2 separate regions of the Rattus norvegicus genome follow, and region 1 is linked to region 2. A link is a contact called in public Hi-C data. All regions are on one chromosome and are shown on one strand. Each heading gives the region's core, a stretch centred on a gene start, on an enhancer-like site or on the middle of the called end of the contact. The rest is flanking DNA. Distances are from core to core; before and after follow the strand shown. Region 1 holds the start of Mrpl44 (mitochondrial ribosomal protein L44). Region 2 has its middle 27 kb from the start of Ap1s3.

Region 1 (3,468 bases), core at 507-3,006, 70 kb before region 2:
AGGCCTCTTGTAACCGGGACCCAAAGGCTTGTATCTCCGCATGGTAATCCCAGTTTGGCTTCTCTGAGCTGAGGAGGTAGAAACAGTAAGAGATGGTAAGGAGAAGGGCATGGTACCACGTACAACTGTGCTGTAACTATTACACAGAGGAACGCAATCATTTTATTTTTCTTTTATTGTCGGGTTTTGACAGTTTAGATACAAAAAAAGAATACAGGTGAACGCTGACAGTCCTTTATCAGTCTCCATAAATGTGGATTAATTTTTTCATTTTGGCTTCATTGCCATATTAAAGAGACTGTTCACATCAGATTAGGCTGCTCTTCTAGCTTTTAAGTTCCTTCCTTCTGCTCTAACTGTGAAATAATGCTTTCCACCTGAGTATGAACAAATTATAACTATATAGATTCAGGCCACAAACTAAAAGTAATTCTATTTAGCTTATATCCTATTTATTTAAATCTCAGAAATGTCCACTTGAATTTCCAGTTACATAAGCTAGTATCAGTATTCTAAGTGTTTTAAAAGTTCATAACCATGGGTGAGAGTTGAGGCTGTTGTAATTCAGCGGTAGAGTGCCTATCTAGCAGACACAAAGGCCTGGTGTGTGCAGGTACACTACACAGTCACACACAGACAAGAATTAAAACATCTTTTCCTAGAGAAAAATATAGCCAAAACAAAACTCTTTAAAGAGAGAGAAGAAACGTAGAGAGATCTAAGTTGAAAATCTAAATTTGTTTTCTACAGTTTTTCCCAATTTTAATTCATGAATCTTAAAATACCCACCTGTCTACTGGGCAAGGGAATGAAAATTAAGACATGATTCTGAGTTTTGCTTATTAAGCCACAATTCTTTGTAATAGAAGGTGTGTTCTCACTGGTGTTAGTGTGAACAGAGGTCAATACTCTCCTGGAGGGCAATATTAAGGCAATCAAAATTTCAGCTCAGGAATAACTAGCTAGAGACAGTTTCTGCTTCACATGTGTACTAACAATCTAACGAAAGTCAAATGCCAGTGCAACTGTAAGAATGAAGTCGACCTTCGTGTACTTTTGTCCACAAAGACAGAGTAAACAGAATATGCAAGATGCAGGATCATATATGAGCATGATGCACTTAATAAAAACGTGTGGAGTTTTTTGTTGGTTGTTTTCATTCGTCCTCCCCCAGCCCTCAGGCAACAAGATTAATTAGATCAAAAACCTAAACTTTTACCCTCTTACTCCAGGCAGTGGACACGAAATTCAGTTTACATAGAACTAAATTTTTCTGCCCTGGTACGCAACGCTGTAGAATGAACGATCCTATTTCTCTTAAAGGTACCCAATTGGCCTGAGATTAGGAAGGGACAAAATTGGGCCAATTCCAATTACAAGCAGTTACCCTCTGTCGGATCCCACTTATTTTCGGCTAGTGAGATTCTGCAGGGGGCAGCCCGGCCTCTGTCGCCCAGTTCCTCTGCCCCAGGCCGGTGGCGGACACGTCCCCACCGCAGTTGCAGGCAGGCAGCTGCAGCCCAGTGTCCTCAACCATTCGACCCTCCCGAGACGCCTACCGTCGCACCGGCGGTGGCGGGCTGCGTAGCAGGCGCCATCGCTCCAGCTCCTTCTGGAAGCGGAAGGCGGCACGGAATCCCTTCTTCACTCCCCGAACTGGAGGAACCAACGTAGGGGCGGCCGGAGCCAAGAGGCGGCGAGGGCCCTGCTGCAGCAGCCGGAATACAGCAGAAGCCATGGCAAGAACAGGGCAATGGAGAGCGGAAGGAAGACAGCCGGACCGGTGTAGTGGGAACGCGGTTGCCCGGAAACTGGTGCAGCAACAGAAAGAGGCCTCAGTGCTGCAGGACACCCAAGAAAGTGCGTGACTAGCATAGTGCGCATGCGCAAGTGCTTCTTTCTGCCCATTCTATAAATATGGGTGCAGAAATTATTGGGAGACAGTTGCTTGACCCTGTCAGTCTCTCTTGTGTTTATTTCTCATTAAAGCAAAAACAAAAACTAGTTTCGTTTTCGTTTTAATAAAAAAGGCAACAATGTCCCTGCGGTCACCCAGTTTAGACTCCAGGGTCTTTAGGTGTGCCTACTTTCACAGCTTGTTCTGGTTACTAAATTATTTTTTAATTTATTTCCTTCCTCTCTTTGGTTATTGTAATTGGTTTCCAAACAAGACTAGTATCTGTCTTCCTGCCCAGGAAATGTATTTTCACCTGCTTTGAAATACTGACCAAGACATGTTACTGCCCAGTTAGGGTGTTTATGCTAGGATTGTGCACCCTCGTTTGAGCTTTTTCAAAATGGAGAATCTGAATGGCTATAAACGAGCTTCTAACAGATATCTGGTTGAAGCAAATTTTCTAAAACAAATCAAAATGATATTAAAAGCATTGAAAATTCGTGGACCATCAGATAAATGGATTCCAAGAAACCACAGGGAATTTTCATTTCTGCAACATAACATTTATTGGTAGAATTAATCTGAAGCTGGTTGATGTAACTGATGAACCAGCCTGTCTCATCTTTGACTTGAAAGCCATCTTACAATAAAGACAAACTACATTTGTACCTGTTTATGATTAAATCTCTGTTTCTCAAAGACTAGGCTATACCCCACCAGTCACCTTAGCTACAGATGGTTCTGTACTGCCTGTTCCAGGAATAGCAACCATGCATTTGTTTCAAAAGGTTATCGTGACCACATGTTGTTATGACCACTTTGCAACCACATCTTTGTTTCAGGAGGTTATTACAACCAACTTCTTGTGCTTGTGTTTTGTGTCTGTAACTCTGCCTATTTGCCTGCCAAATCCCACATCTGGAAACCCCCTACTCTGGACTACAAAAAAAACCTCTTATCTTCCCTAGATCTAATGCTGATCTCTTGAACCGCACCTTCACTGAGAGGCAGCCAATGTACACAAATTTTAAAGATTTGCTTTAATTAATAGCTTTCTTTATTTAACTTGGCCATAATGATTTGAGTTGGGGGTCTTTCTCCTCATATCTGTGGGATTAACAGTAATCACAAGTTTAATAAAGTTAAGGAAGAAGACCCACACACATCGAGGGTTCCCATTCAGATCCCAGATTAGGAACAAACCACACCCAAACACCTGTTTTCACTTTATTAAGTGGAGAAGAAAAATTAAAGTTGCTGCTTTCTGACTCAGGCAGAAAAACAGTAGCAAATGTTGCGGTTTAATTTTTAAGAATAAAAAAAGAGAGGGCTGTGTTAGGGTGGATGATGTATTTTGATTGGGCATTTTAATTAGGTGAGCCAAAGGGGGCTTATGATTGCCGGACTCCAATACTTAGATAGCTGGACCTTGGTGGTCAGTCTCAGGAAGAGGAAGTGGACAAATAAGGGAATAGACTAGCTATAGGAATGTGGCAGCCAGGTTTAGGAATGTAGTCTAATGGGTTTAACAAGACAGAGGGATTGGAGAAGGACAGGCCTACCAAAGCCAT
Region 2 (3,593 bases), core at 698-3,197:
AGCCACCAAACAGCTTCTGTCCCCATGTTCCATGGTTTTTCTAACCAGTCTCCCCACTCCTGTCAGTCTGCTGTCACATCTGATGCAGCATGACTCAGATCATGCTGTTCTGTAAGCCCAACTCACAACTCTTGTCCCATCCACAGTAGAAGAATGCTTTCATTTTCCTCACCCCTCCTTTCAGCTGTGGTCTCTCATTCTTATCTCTTACCTCTGCCCTTGTCATCATCTTTCTAACTTGTAAAATATTTTATTTGTGTGTTTGTTTACTTATTGACAGGGGGGACAAACTTGGCCCCAGGAGCAGGTTTTCCCCCTATCATGTGAGGTCCTAGGGTTCGAACTCTGGTCCTCGGTCTCGTTAGTGCCTGCCTTCATTCTCTGAGCCGTCTTGTCAGCCCCTCCCGCCTCTATGACTAGGGAGTTTGTGGATAAGCTCATGAGCATATTGTCATGCACAGCAACGGTGTTTGCCTGATGCTTTGAGGATATGGGTCAGCGGTAGAGCACTGCCTGGCCAGTGCAGAGTGGACGGAGAGAAACACTTGGCACGGGCCATGCCTTAGCCACTTAAGTTAATCAGTAAAGAACAACAGTCCATCTTCTTTAAAGTATCGGTGCTAGCCCAGTTTGTGCCAATCAGCTGCTGTGAAGTGGTGTGCAAGTGAAAAGCAAGTGGTGTGAATTCGCTCAGGGTGAGCCTGGAGTAGGGCTGCTGGGAGGACATTTCCTCACAGCCACCCTCCCACCACCTCCCTTCCCTGGCAGGCTGCTGGCACATTAACCAAAGGCTGGAAGTGGTATAAGATAGAGGTATAAGACAGACTATAAAGTTGATGAGCCACAGAGGCCATGGTGAGGTGTTGGTCTTCCTAAAACAGCAGAGTCTACTTTGGTGGGGGGAGGGGCTTCTTATCATGAGGCTGTAAGAACCCACCCTCAGTTTTATGCTCTTGTGGATGCTGTCGTATTTCTTAAGTTATTTCCACAGAGCTTCATACCTTCCTCCTATGAAGTGGTGATATCTCTTGTGTTCCCCCTAAAACTGAGCCTACTTCAGTGAATTTCAGTGGCTCACCAGGCCAGCCTTGGTAACTCTGGGAAACTGGTAGAAGGTAAAACATGTGATTCTGAGGCTAGGTCAGAAAATGGCATGAAGTTCTCATCTGTCTGGGAAAACAGCTCCAGCTGACAGCCAGCACAAGCATCCAGCCTTGTGAGTGTCCCATCCTGGACATCCAGCGCAGCCCAGCTTTTTGGTTGCCGTAGATGCAGCCAGCAACATCTGGAACGTCAGGAGGCACCAGAAACAGGCACTGCTGTGGGACCCTGCTCTCAGATTCCTGACCCACAAAAGTGTGGACAAGAAAACAGACTTTTAAAGAGTGTTAGTGTGCTTTGCAGTGTGCAGCGTGGTGTCCTGACATGTAAAGCCCCAGTCTCCAAGTTCCTCGTTAGATTCCCAGCATGCAGAACTGTCTGGAAAGAAGAGCTGTAGCCCACAGTGGTAGAACACATGTGAGGGGCCACTGCAGAAACCAGTTGCTTTTCCACCAGGGCCAGCTGAAGCCATTCTCTCCTTCACCTCCTTCCCTCTACTATCCCAAGACCAAGTTTTGTTTGTTTCTAACCATATTGATTTCGGTTTTGAACCAACAGGCATGGGATAACCAAAACATTATATTAACAGAATATAGAGGCACTGGAGTTCTACAGTGTTTGTAAATTATGCATGGAGATTAGAGCAGTGAGAAAAGCTTTGAGTCACTGAATTTTCTGCAGTCTGCTACATGTGATTCTTGTCTTTTAAGCCTGTGTCTTTGTTGACACGCAGTTCACTTGTTGAAAAAACCTTGAGCATAAAGCAAAGCTCGGCTGTGGTGAGCTTACATTCTTACAGAGGGAAACAGTGACTCAACAAATAGATCACTTGTACAGTGTACCAGAAAGTAATAAGCGGGAGGAAGCAAACAGAAGGAGCAGGTTTCTAGAGATGGAAGGCGGATGGGAGGTGTGGTAGGAGGCGGCTTGCCAAGTTAAACTGTGGTCAGAATGACACATGTACAAAGATTTTAAAGGAGAGAGCAAAGCCAGAAACAAGGAAAACGATCCAGGGAAGAGAAAACAGCTGACATGTGTGTTCGGTCTGTCCCCAGACTGCATGTGACCAAGGAGCTATGAATTAAACCAAGCACAAAGTTGTAAACGTGCTTAAAACACTAAGGTTTCTCTTTCTTTTCTTTTTTAACTTAAAACACTTGATTGCAAACTTCTCATGCCTGAACTTGTTTACGACAGTGTTATGATGTGATGTCAAAAGGCCAGACACACCTGGATAGAGCAAGAGGTCCAGGCCTTCACAGCAAGCTTCGCGTGTCTGGAGAAAAGCAATGATCTAGAGTGTGTATAGCCAAAGAAGTGATGGGGAGCCTCTCCAGAACCTGTGAAAGTCCAGACAAGAGATACGACACACAAAAGAAGAGAATGAACTTATTCACTGTGGTCACATTTGGGAACAGAAGCAGGGATCAAAGCCAGGTGTGCTAGCACACACCTTTAATCCCAGCACTCAGAAGGCAGAGCAGGTGGAGCTCTGAGTTTGAGGCTGACCCAGTCTATGAAATGAGTTCTGGGACAGCCAGGGCTGTTACAACCCTGTCTCAAAACCACAAAGGAAAAGACGGCGTTGTCTATTAACCCCAAGTACAACCTCAGTACACTAACATGAGGTTTAGGTTTCAAGAGAGCCCAGAGGTATGCATATTTAAGCAGTCCTGGTCAAGATATGGTCCTAGCTGTCACTGGTCCACCATCTCTGATCCAGTTCATCCTGCAAGGTATCCTCAGGGAAGTATCCAGGTCTGTGTGAAGTCTTCCTGGCAGCCACTTTGTCATTTTGCTGTCATGAGCGAAGGCCCTTTGTACTTTCCCTCACAGGAGATTCTTCGGAGGTTTTAGTGGTTCAGGGGTTCATTCAGGAAATGCAGCAGCTGGACAGCACAGTTGTCCCTCTTTAACATCTCTTTGCCTCTGCCTGGATGGTGACAAGGTCAGGGCACAGCTTGGAAGACAGCACAACACCAGGAGTTGAGTATCTCCCACTTCCCGATGGAGTCGTGATGAGTCTGGGGTGCCACTTAGTTCCATTTCTGTTGCTGTGCTGAAGTATGATGACTAACAGTAACTGAGGCAAGACTTGTTGCTTTTCCCATAATCCTAACTGTCACGGCCAGGGTGTGTCACGAAGTGCCTGTCTGAATGCTTGGCCCGGATGGGGGAGCCGGATCTTCAGCCTCTCGCCAGCAGCAAGGAATCAGGAAGTACAGCATGCTCAGAGTTCTCCAGTCCCACCTCTAGCAGGGCTCCACTCCCTAAAGCTCCATAGCTTTCACACACAGCACAGTGTTCAGTGTTCCCTATGGGGAACATTTCCTCAGCCTGCTACGGGCGCTTTTAAACAGTCTTATCCCTTACCCCTAAGTAAACTTTTGTCTCCATAAAGCTTGGGTGTCAGCGCCATGGATTTAATGAAGGTTTTGGGTTGTGTTGTTTTGTCTGTTTGTTGTGCTTTGTTTTTAACTCACATTTCAAGT

The links. A called contact is a pair of places that touch in the nucleus more often than the background predicts.
Region 1: a contact with region 2 is called in a Hi-C map of the Rat2 cell line, with 1.9 times the contacts expected there. The contact joins the promoter of Mrpl44 here to the enhancer-like site in region 2. A contact is called at or near these places in 3 of 12 Hi-C or Micro-C datasets (the Rat2 cell line and kidney).

The regions. Positions count from the first base shown.
Region 1 is chr9:88,553,338-88,556,805 of GRCr8, reverse strand. It overlaps Mrpl44 (mitochondrial ribosomal protein L44), which reads right to left and starts at 1,756. Exons shown (of 4, transcript NM_001031650.1): 1 at 1,560-1,756; 2 at 1-68. The coding sequence starts at 1,738.
Region 2 is chr9:88,483,290-88,486,882 of GRCr8, reverse strand. It overlaps a transcript of Wdfy1 not described here. Among named protein-coding and RNA genes, the nearest start is that of Ap1s3, 27 kb to the right of the region's middle. Within about 2 kb of position 1,947, at least 11 of the 93 cell types and tissues checked have an H3K27ac peak or open chromatin away from gene starts, as enhancers often do.